3 separate regions of the Zea mays genome follow, and regions 1 and 2 are each linked to region 3. The links are chromatin contacts, called in public Hi-C maps. All regions are on one chromosome and are shown on one strand. Each heading gives the region's core, a stretch centred on a gene start, on an enhancer-like site or on the middle of the called end of the contact. The rest is flanking DNA. Distances are from core to core; before and after follow the strand shown.

Region 1 (3,684 bases), core at 947-3,446, 440 kb before region 3:
CGGCTATATAAGGCTGCAAAGATACCCCTACAAAAAACACTCTCTTTGACTCTCGCTCACCATTAGATTGATAGGAGAACTCATCTTCCGTCCCTGAACCACCTGCAATCAGTGAACTCGAGACAATTCAATACTCAGCACCACACAAAACGTAGGGTATTACGCATTTGCGCGACCCAAACATGTATAAACTTCATGTGTTCCGACGTCCCCCGCACGTACCATCGAGCTATGATCGACGTCGTCGTCCTTCCAAAAGCACTACGTGGACTACCCCGTAGTGCTGCAGTGGGGACTAAACACAGACAACTAAGGCATACATATATCAATTGAACTCAGTAAAGAATACCAATTGAAAGAAAATTTAAATATATGCCTAGTGGATACAACTACAAGGTATGCCTTACAGAAGATAGCAATTGAAAGAACCAAATACAAGAAGACATGTCTCATACACCAGTTGAACTTAGGTATACCAATTTAAATCAATACATATTACTAACTCCATCTTATAAACATTATAGTTAGGGTTGAAAACGGACGGGTAAAATCCCGCCTCGACCCGAACCGTTTTCTACATTTGTCTCGTCTGTTTCCGTATTTACGAAAAATATGGAAACAGGACGGAAACAATAGAGGGTTTATTCCGTCCGTTTTTGCGGGATTCCGTTTTTTATCTGGATTGAACCCGTATTTTATTCCGTATTTGATAAATATGGGACGAGCCTAATATGCATTAGTATATAAACTGAAGCCTCGTGTCTTTAGGTGACAAATTATAACATAAATGGCCATTGTAACCATATGCTCTTTTCAATGACAAGTGGTCTAAAGTCTTAAACAACATCGGATGTAGCTAAATGTACACTATTAGAGCAATTCCAGTAGTTATCTAACAGACTTCCTAAATCAACAATTTAAGTAGTTAACACAAAAACTCATCTCCAACAGTTCTCTAAATGAACTTTCTAAATTTAACAACTTCTCATCTAACCTTATTTCCTCTCTACATTTGGCAACCATTTAGCAAAGTCCCTAAACAAAAATGTTTACTGCATTATGTAGATAATGAAGGTAATTGATGACATTGTGACTTTATTTTTTATGTGGATAGATACAAAACAAAACTACAACCTATATTTAGAGAACTATTGGAGAACTCACATTTTTTTACTTCCAAAGTTATTTAGCAATTTCTTAAATCTGTGATTTAGAGAGCTAAAATTTACATAACTATTAGAGTTGCTCTTAGCAACCAAACAACAATAGAATGTTGTCTCTCTATATCTATTTGTTTTACGTTATTATCCTGCCAATCAATCACCAGTCAAACATCAATATCATTCCTATTTGTATTAAATTATGAGTTTCCGTTAGTATTTCCGTTTCTGTTCGTTTTCGCAATTCCGTTTATCCCGCTCCCATTTCCATTCCCGACTATTCCAGACCCGATCCCGTTTCCGATGATAAAATGCGTATACGGAAATGGGAGATGGGTTTTTCCGTCCGTTTTCGTCCATTTTCATCCCTAAGTATAGTCTACAGTGCGTTGCACGTATGTATGCACATTATGGTGGAGATGGCGTTCGTTGCTAGGAATTCAGTTTTATTGGTTTTGCGGTTTATTCGTTGTCAAAAAAGTTTGGTGTTTGAAAAATGGAAACCAAACTTTTTGTCCAGGAATAAAAAAACTGCACAATTTGGTGTTTGATTTTTTGGTTTGGTGTTTGGTATTACCATAGTCACCAGACAAGTAGCAAATTAAACTACAAACATAAAATTGTATAAAGAACATAACGATAATTTATCAATAAGTACCTAATAAAATTGAATAAACAATTTAATGTTGAATAGTTCTTAAAAAATTAAAATGATATGAGTATAGGGTTTAAGACTTTATATGAACTGCTTGTTGGACGTCAAGGGATAGGTTTGCTAAATTTTGGTATTCTGGTATATTTGATGTGCGAATATTGAAAACCGTACTAAATACCTAACACCAAAATACCAAATAGAGTTAAATGCCTAACACCAAATAGAGTTAAAAAGTTGTTTGGTTCGTGTGGTGTTTGGTTTGGTAATTTTTTGCCCACCCCGGCGTGAGGTTTCCCGTCCACGTTCTAGAAGATTCTCGTCTACATTGGCCAATCCGCGGCACACACCGTATATCACTGCGTCCTCACTCCTCTCCGGCTCTCCCCTTCTCGCCAAAGGGGAAGCCCTGCCCGTACTTCCGTTGCGGCGCTACGAGCTTCGACGGGCCTCGATCTCCACCTCTGAAGGTACGATCGGATTCTCCATGCCTCCTTACTAGATTGTTAGGTTAATGTTTAGATGTTTTTTTGCGGCGGGTTTGGACCCGTCGACTGGGACAGCGGGTTTGTAGTCGTCGGCTGGGGTTCGCATTGCATTCGGTGAAGAATTCATAACTATTCGCTTTGATGCGTAAAATTCTTGGTTTCGGCGTTCTTGTCTTAAGATTCACGCAAGAATCCGTTGCTTCTCTGACCTGCCTAACCAGTAGATCTCTGGCTTTTGCGATGCAGTGACTACTTGTGATCTAGATCTGAAGCTGTAGTGGTCAGCAGCTTAGTGTGAATCGAAGATGAGCGTGGTGGGGTTCGACCTCGGCAATGAGAGCTGTATCGTGGCGGTTGCGCGGCAGCGTGGCATCGACGTGGTTCTCAACGAGGAGTCCAAGCGCGAGACACCCGCCATCGTTTGCTTCGGGGACAAGCAGCGGTTCATCGGCACCGCCGGCGCCGCGTCCTCCACCATGAACCCCAAAAACTCCATCTCTCAGATTAAGCGCCTGCTCGGCCGCAAGTTCTCAGATCCCGAGCTGCAGCGCGATCTCGCCTCCTTCCCATTCCGAGTCACGGAGGGCCCCGATGGTTTTCCCCTGGTCCATGTACGGTACCTGGGCGAGGAGCGGACGTTCACCTCCACCCAGCTGCTTGCCATGGTGCTGTCCAATTTGAAGGGCATTGCTGAGGGTAACCTGAATGCCGCAGTTGTTGATTGTTGCATTGGTATCCCGGTCTACTTCACAGATCTGCAGCGCAGGGCTGTTCTTGATGCTGCTACTATTGCGGGTCTCCGGCCATTGCGATTGTTCCATGAGACGACAGCCACTGCTCTGGCATATGGTATTTATAAGACTGATCTCCCAGAGAATGACCAGTTGAATGTTGCATTTGTCGATATCGGTCATGCAAGCATGCAGGTTAGTGTTGTCGGTTACAGGAAGGGACAGCTCAAGATGTTGTCCCATACATACGACCGGTCTCTTGGTGGGAGGGACTTCGATGAGGCCCTGTTTAAGCACTTTGCAGCTAAATTTAAAGAGGAATATAAGATTGATGTGTACCAGAATGCGCGGGCATGTATTAGGTTGCGTGTGGCATGTGAGAAACTTAAGAAGGTGCTGAGTGCCAACCCAGAGGCCCCACTGAACATTGAGTGCTTGATGGATGAAAAGGATGTGCGGGGTTTTATCAAGAGGGAGGAGTTTGAACAGATCAGTGCCTCTGTGCTGGAACGCGTGAAAGGGCCACTGGAGAAGGCCTTGGCTGAAGCTGGGTTGACTACTGAAAATGTGCACTTTGTTGAGGTTGTCGGATCTGGTTCTCGTGTTCCGGCTATAATCAAGATAATTACTGATTTTTTTGGGAAGGAACCAAG
Region 2 (3,720 bases), core at 871-3,370, 290 kb before region 3:
TTGAAATTCCTGTACAATTGTTCTAAAACTAACCAGAACAGCGGAAGCTGCGAGTCCAGTCCGTTCACGAGGATCCCGATTATAGTACTTGCAGCAATAGAGAAGAGCTGCAACGTACCAAATGATAGGGCACAAGAAACCTAGAAGAAAACTGCAATGCAACATGTTCAATACAGAATTTACAAGCAAGAATAAGACTATTGCAGTTCATTGCCAAAGCAAATTGACTCACCAAGACCAACCTATTCCACAGCCACAGCAGGGGAGCCGTCTGTCATATGTTGACAATCGTGGATTTTCTTCGTCTCCAAGTAGTGTGTACTTACCAAGGCATGCCTGGCAACGACAAAATTCATCTGATCTTCCTGTGCAATTCAGAAGAAAAATGAAGTTAATGCAAAACGGCTCTAATAGATATTTGAAATACCCTTCGCCATAAAGACTGACCACACTTCTAAAATGACATTGAGAATTTTAAGGTCCAACAAACATGTTATAATTATTGTGCATGGAACATGATGATAAGGTATAAAAAAAGTTACCTCCCCTCATAAAAAACCAAGGTGCAAACCCCTGGCTGCAACAGTATTACAGTTATTTGGCAAAGATAAAACCAATAACCTTGAAGCTAATCAGCATTTGCAGATATCTCACTGCTGTTGTAAATGCCTAATGAAAACAGGTGTTAAGAACATGTCATCTCATGTGGCACCTGCACAGATCATACATGAGATGTTAGCATGAAAATCTAAAAGAACCTAATCTGTCAAAACTCAAAAGAAAAATTTGCAGGAGAAAAGTACATTTCAACAAATTGATATCTTAGGCAACTCAGTGTATGCAAACCATGATGTCTTACTGGATTTCTCAATTAATAAACATGCAGTACAGAAAAAATTGAAGGCGCTTTTACCCTGTTGTCAGTGTTTAACATTGGCATGATCATGTAAGCACAAATTATCGATATCTTTCATGTAAACTTCTGGATGGAGGCCATGCTATATTTGTGGTTTAATAATTTTTTGTCAGGTTAAGTGTTTGCTGTAGGTTTGGTGATCTTTGGCTGTAATGGATTTGGGGCATTTAGATTTTGCCTTACCCTTCAGATTTGAAAGGGCCATCTTCCTCATGATGGATAGTATATAATGGATTCACCATCACCATATGAAATGTCAGTAGGTTCCAAATGCATTATCCTATGTATGAGGAAACGATGCAGTCTATATAGTCAGACATGTGAAAACAGCCACTCTAACTGAACTAGATCTAAGAGAGTATGAGTGTTCATCTTGCATTCTCGTTTGACTAGGAATCTTAGACTGATTATCAACTTGAACGCATATTTCTGGCGCTGCTCTAACTGAACTAGATCTAAGGGAGTCCATCCAGGCTTGCGATATATACTAACAATTACTCTATAACAGAAGTTGAGCCCATTGTTTCAGATCTACGAAACATATGATAACCACTGAAGTCATTCCAAATCCAAAATATTAGAGCCACTCAGGTTCCTTGCCCTGTGCTGTTACATTCTACGACTGCATAAACACCAAGTTCTGGTCCTGGGCCTGAGCCTAAGCCAAAGCAAGCTCTTTCCACGCTTTCCTCGAAACGAAATGGGGAAACAAGAGTAGCAACAGCTCCAGGTTCACTACCCAAGACTCTATTGGCGCTCCGGTCAGTAATATCAACGAACAGGTTGCGCTCACAGGTCAACGCCTTACCATAACTGGAGACCAAGAACCGATCGGCCCACTACCCCACACTAAAATAGCAAACACGCGGTCCAAATATTCAGCAGGAGCTACATTCCCGGCCTAGAATCTAGTAATGCTCCCGCGCAGCAAAACCAAGAACCTAGCCTCGATTCCGCAGAAGCAAGGGGAACCTCGGTGGCGTCGAATCGCGGAGGGGCGCGGGGCGCGGGGCGCGGGGCAGGAGAAACTTACGTGCCCGGACGGAAGCTCATGCGAGGAAGGAGGCTATGGAAATTTCCTCTGCTTGCGTTGCGTGCGCAGCTTGGTGGAGCTTCGGTTGGTCCGGTGCGTGGCGAACGGTGTGGCCGGGTGGGGGAGGCGGACAGCTGGAGGCTGAGCGCCGCCTGTGTTTTGGGTGCTTTCCTTTCCCTTTCCGGTGGATTTTGGTCTCGGTACCCTACCAGACGGGACGTGATGTGATCATGTGAATGATCCAGATCTGATGCCAAAACAGAGAGATCTGATCAAAACGGCAAGATTAGTTCTAACTTCGCGGATCTATATCTACTGTTATCAATTATCCCTATTAACTATCGTCAGTCATTATCCACAAAGCGCTTTAGTCTTCAACATTAAAATACAACCATCTTATCTCAGTGTCATATTATTTTTTCTTGAAACAGTCGTTTTGTTGGAATATAAATGCATCCGATTATATAAGTAAGCAAATAAATTGTATAATTCATAAAAAACAATTAGAAAATACATAATTTTAAAAACCATATTTCCAACATTCAATCTATAATTTGTTTGACTTTTTTACCTCAAGTTTGATGAGCTCATCTTATTTATTTTTTTCATAATTATTGTTAGTTTTTACGGTGATATCACCTAGCATATAATCTATATGCTATATTAAAGCACCAGTTTAACGGTCGTCCCACGTTATATTTTTACAAATAACCTCTCATATCTATTTTAAATTAAGCCGCTGCATGATACGGAGTTGGTGGTGGTGTTGTGTCGCCTCGGCGGCTCCAAGGCGGGGAAGGCGCTCGCATTCTCTCGCCCTTCTCGGATTGTCGCCTGGCGCGGGTGCCTCTCAGTTTGGAGCTGATCCGGCTAGGCTTCTTTCTCTTCTTGTGTGCTCTCTCCATATATGTATCTAGCGGTATACTACCTATGTCGCCTCCAGATGCCCAGGTCTTCGTCGTGTCCTTCTCCGACAACGAACAGGTATGCCCGTCTCTTCCCTTCCCTTCCTGCTCTACGAAACCTTGGAAGTGGGGGATGCGAGGGATGTGGGTCCCTAATTTGCTGCCTATGGTACCCGTTCGATGGCTCGACATCGTCTGTCTACATGGTATTTTCTTTACCATGGTGTCGATTTGATATGTTTCTACCACTTCTATGTACCTATCACCCATCCTTCTGTCATTGCAAAAGTTATTGTGTTATTCCTCTGTTGTTTTGGGTGTTAGTTTTTTTGTGCTAAGGACTGAACATAATTTGGGTGTGTTAATACTTTATTTATTATTTGCATGTGGTTTATGTTCTTCTGATGATGGCTCATGGATCCTGCAAATATGTGTTAGGATTTGGAGATCCATGCGGGCACTACCACAGGGTGCTCGTCCCTTGTGTTCTTGGCTCTTGCATGCATTAGATCGTTTCTGAGATCACATTGGCGCAATGGACACCATGGTGTTTTGAGGTTGCTGAATTGGATGGAGCAACAATGATTTGTCTTGGTAACAGTAAAAGGAAAGGTTATTTGTTGGTTTCAAACGTTAGTAATTGCTATGAAGTACCATAATTTGTATAGAGCGCATCCAGTTTTTATTGATGACTGACTTTAGCAACAACTCCATATTTTGATCTATCTTTTTTTATAAGTTTGAGTTCATGTGACTTATTTTAGAAACTTGTGCTCACAAACTTTCTCTTATTTGGTCTCTGTATGGTGGAATTATGTCATTTTATAATCTCTATTCGTTCAGCCAGTCGTTGTGAACTCTCTTCT
Region 3 (3,553 bases), core at 937-3,436:
GATTTCGGTGTGTTCCGAGATACAAATTTTGGTTCGGTTTTTTTTGTATTTTGATTTCAAATTTGAAAATATAAAATTCAAACTTTAGTCAACGAACGGGTTTCGGAAACCCCAAAATGAAAATGTAGTCCCTAGATGAGAGAGAGCCACGACGAGAACAAGAAACACAAGCAGACGAGAATTTTTTTCCTTCCCCGTAGATCAATAGGGATGGAATACGAAGGACCGTGACAATTTTGGCCCATACCACATTCAAATGGGAGCCGAGGATAGCTGGGGAAGAGAAGACGCAGGCCTCGTCTCCCCAGCAGATTGGGCCGGGATACCTACCGGGGTTTGGTCATCCAAAGAAGCCCTTAGAGAAAATAAGAGAAGAGACAGTCTAGAGGGAATATATCACCATAAGGATTAGAGAAGCAGATGTCTGAGCAAACCCTTTTGGTCCAGAGGTCTAACATATTTCCACTTTAAACTGGTAAAAAAATTATTCAAATGTTCTGCAGCAGCAGATAAAACCAGAGTTGACAAATAGATACCACAAGGCATCATGACTACAAACTGATACCAAGGCATCATGACTCATGCATATACCAATTTTGTCGAAAATAGTTTGACAAGCCATGATAGTTAGAGCTGGAAGCAAAAATCTCTTAGGCCCCGTTTGTTTTGTTGGAATCGAATTCCATTTTAATAATCATAATTTTGACACAAACTAATTAAGTTAATATATTTGTATATTATCCTAAATCTTAAGAGAGAGATAATTATACACTACAATTATACTATAGAGTAGCAAGTAGAAAAGTATGTTATAAGTTGTACATTAGAAAAGTAACATGTAAATCTATATAATCAATTCACATTATAAAAAAATAGCTTACTCCATTAGTTAGATTCCAATTCCTTAAAACGAAAGAAAACAAACGGGTCTTATTGTGATTAATAGGTAGTAACTGATTCATCAGCAGTTCTTACAAACAATATATACTTAAGTGCTTATAGCTTTAAATCACCTCACATGGCTTCATTCCTTCACCTTAAGATTTGAAGAGAAAAACCTCAGGTTCTGAAAAGAGCATGAATCACTAAGAGCACGCATGCATGCAAACGCAGTTCATAGTTTGTACACAAGAAACATCAATGTCTAGCTTTTCCTGTTTTTCAGTAAAAGGTGTGATAACATAAGGTATCGAAGAACCTGGTTTCAGGAACACAAAACAAAGTAGCTCAAAATTTTGTCAATGTCATGGCAACAGATACTGAACAATGAAGTATCCATGTTGCACCAAAACATTAATCAAGGAAGAAAAATTGCAAATGAAGTTTAATCCGAACAACACAGGAACGCATCGGTCTAACTTCTATCAAATCAATTTAAGGCCTCAACAGTGGCCAATCATGTGAAGGTGGTAAACCAGGCACATTACAAATTAGCTTCGGATCTCCTCTCACCAAGAACCAACAGAAACAGGCAATGCAACAGATTGTTGTGCTAAAATTTATTCACCAAGCGGAACACCTAGGAATCTCTATCTCAAAAGAACAGGTGTATAACCAAACATTCCGCCCAAATTTTCTCGCAAAACTCAAACCTTTCCGCAGCCTAGTCGGCTAGTCCTCGAGCTGCTTGAGCTCGGCCTTCAGTTGTTCCATCTTTAGCCCCATGGAGCGGCGGAGCGCGTCGGCGTCGGTGGGCGGGAGGCGCGCTAAAAGCGCGTCGAAAGCAGCGAGCGCCTCGTTGGCGGCGTCACGCGCGATGGAGGCCTCCTCGTTGAAGTAGACCGTCTCCTTGCTCTCCATGGCCGCCTCGATCTCCTCCCGCGCCTCCGCGAACTTGCGGTTCACCTCGTCCACATCCTTGCCATACTCTGCCGCGGAGGAGGAGAAGGCGCGGCGGCGGCTGACGCTACCCAAAGGCCCCACCGCCTGGTCTGGCCGCCACGCCCCAAGCGCAGGCGAGGGCGTCGCTTTAGGCAGGGTTTGGAGAGCCTCCGCGGCAGGAACGGCGGGGGGCCGGCGGGTGAGGGAGACGGCGGCGCGGATGACGGCGCGAGGGTTTCGGTGCATCTTGCTTAGCGTGGCTTGTTTCGCTTTCCTTTCCCCGTCCAACGATTTCGGACTCGGGGGCTGCAGGCCTGCAGCTGCAGATCAGGTGCAAACTGCACGTCTCGTGCAAACTGTGCAAACCACGACGCCCGTAACTGGATCTATATCTAACGTGTATAACCCATCCCTGCTGCACTTTTACAATGAGTCCCCTCACCTATTATCCAAACTGCAATCAAACCCCATCCAGTCATCGCTAGATCCAGTGACGCAGCCTAACTCCGACCATGCGCCGCCCTGGCCTTGTCCTGGCCACCTCTGACTTAGCCTCGCCCTCTCCGTCGCCGCCTCCGGCCAGGCGCCGCATCGACGCACCTACACCTCGATGACCTCCGACCAGGTGCCGCCACTCGACGCACGACGCCTCGACGACCTCCGACCAGACACTGCTGCAACATCGGCCCCCTATGCCCTCCTCATCCTCCTTCGGCCCCACACCGTCGTCCTATACTTCCTGTAGCCAGCCAGCGCCCTACCCTCCTGTCGTTCAGGTGCAAACTCCTGCCATTCAGTGGTTGAGAGAAGAAAAAAAACAGCAATATTATGTCTTGTTTGTTTAATGTTTAACTATTCCCAGAATGCTTCCGAAAATTCAATGGTGCAATGCTTTCAGCAATATCATGCTTCCAAGATTTGTAATGAATGAAATGATCAGGGCGCCGGAACGGTTTGCTTGCTTCCAGAATTATTACTGATGCTTTCAAAAGACTAGCGCATCACACGGTACTGATGCTTCCAGGATTGCTACTGAGATAGTATAGCATAGAAAATTAGATATTGTATAGCACAAAGAATTAGAGATTGTATAGGATATCGAATTAGATATTGTATAGCACATAGAATTAGATATTGTAGCACTATTGTGGATTGTAAAGAAAGCAAATCTGAATGAAAGTAAAATTTGCTCGTATCACATTGTTCTCATTGACATTGTTGTGAATGCACTACCAACTCAAATCAAACAAGACAGGATGACACAAAGCAATATTAAGGGACTGTGCCCTATTTGCTTACAACTGCTGCATGTACGAGTGGCTTTTCCCTTGCCTACAGACTTTGTCTCCTTGCTTTTCTTAATTCTTTTGCATCTCCCCTTTGACTTCACATGATTAGGTGGGTGTATGACTACTTCATTTGGAATTTTTGTACCAATAAAAGACTCAATTTCATCATGTTTGGTACTGATAACAGAAGGCACCATGACTCTGACAGCTGCTTGCAGATTTAACAAACTGGAAGTTAAAATGTCCATTCCTTCATTGGATTGCTTTGCCATTTGGATAAGATCTTCAAACATGTTGCGCGCTTCTGAAATTTTTTTCGTGTTGCCACCTCATTGGGATTTGAAGCTACGTCTTCTAGTATGTTACCTTCATCATCAAAGAAAACAGCCCTGCATGAAGAAAAGATTTAAAACATCACTTGAAACTTACATGTCCCAATTTCA

What was found. Hi-C and Micro-C count contacts between places; a contact is called where the count stands out from the background.
Region 1: a contact with region 3 is called in a Hi-C map of ear, with 1.8 times the contacts expected there. The contact joins the promoter of LOC100281415 here to the promoter of LOC100284446 in region 3. A contact is called at or near these places in 2 of 25 Hi-C or Micro-C datasets (ear and tassel).
Region 2: a contact with region 3 is called in a Hi-C map of ear, with 3 times the contacts expected there. The contact joins the promoter of LOC107546744 here to the promoter of LOC100284446 in region 3. A contact is called at or near these places in 5 of 25 Hi-C or Micro-C datasets (bundle sheath, ear, endosperm and 2 more).

Annotation. Positions count from the first base shown.
Region 1 is chr8:91,799,437-91,803,120 of Zm-B73-REFERENCE-NAM-5.0, reverse strand. LOC100281415 (heat shock 70 kDa protein 4) reads left to right here and starts at 2,196. Exons shown (of 10, transcript NM_001154333.2): 1 at 2,196-2,282; 2 at 2,547-3,684. The coding sequence starts at 2,606.
Region 2 is chr8:91,647,292-91,651,011 of Zm-B73-REFERENCE-NAM-5.0, reverse strand. LOC107546744 reads right to left here and starts at 2,120. Exons shown (of 5, transcript NM_001322372.1): 1 at 1,950-2,120; 2 at 543-712; 3 at 233-365; 4 at 34-151. The coding sequence starts at 552.
Region 3 is chr8:91,359,148-91,362,700 of Zm-B73-REFERENCE-NAM-5.0, reverse strand. LOC100284446 (late embryogenesis abundant protein) reads right to left here and starts at 2,186. Exons shown (of 1, transcript NM_001348983.1): 1 at 1,471-2,186. The coding sequence starts at 2,067. The coding sequence ends at 1,612.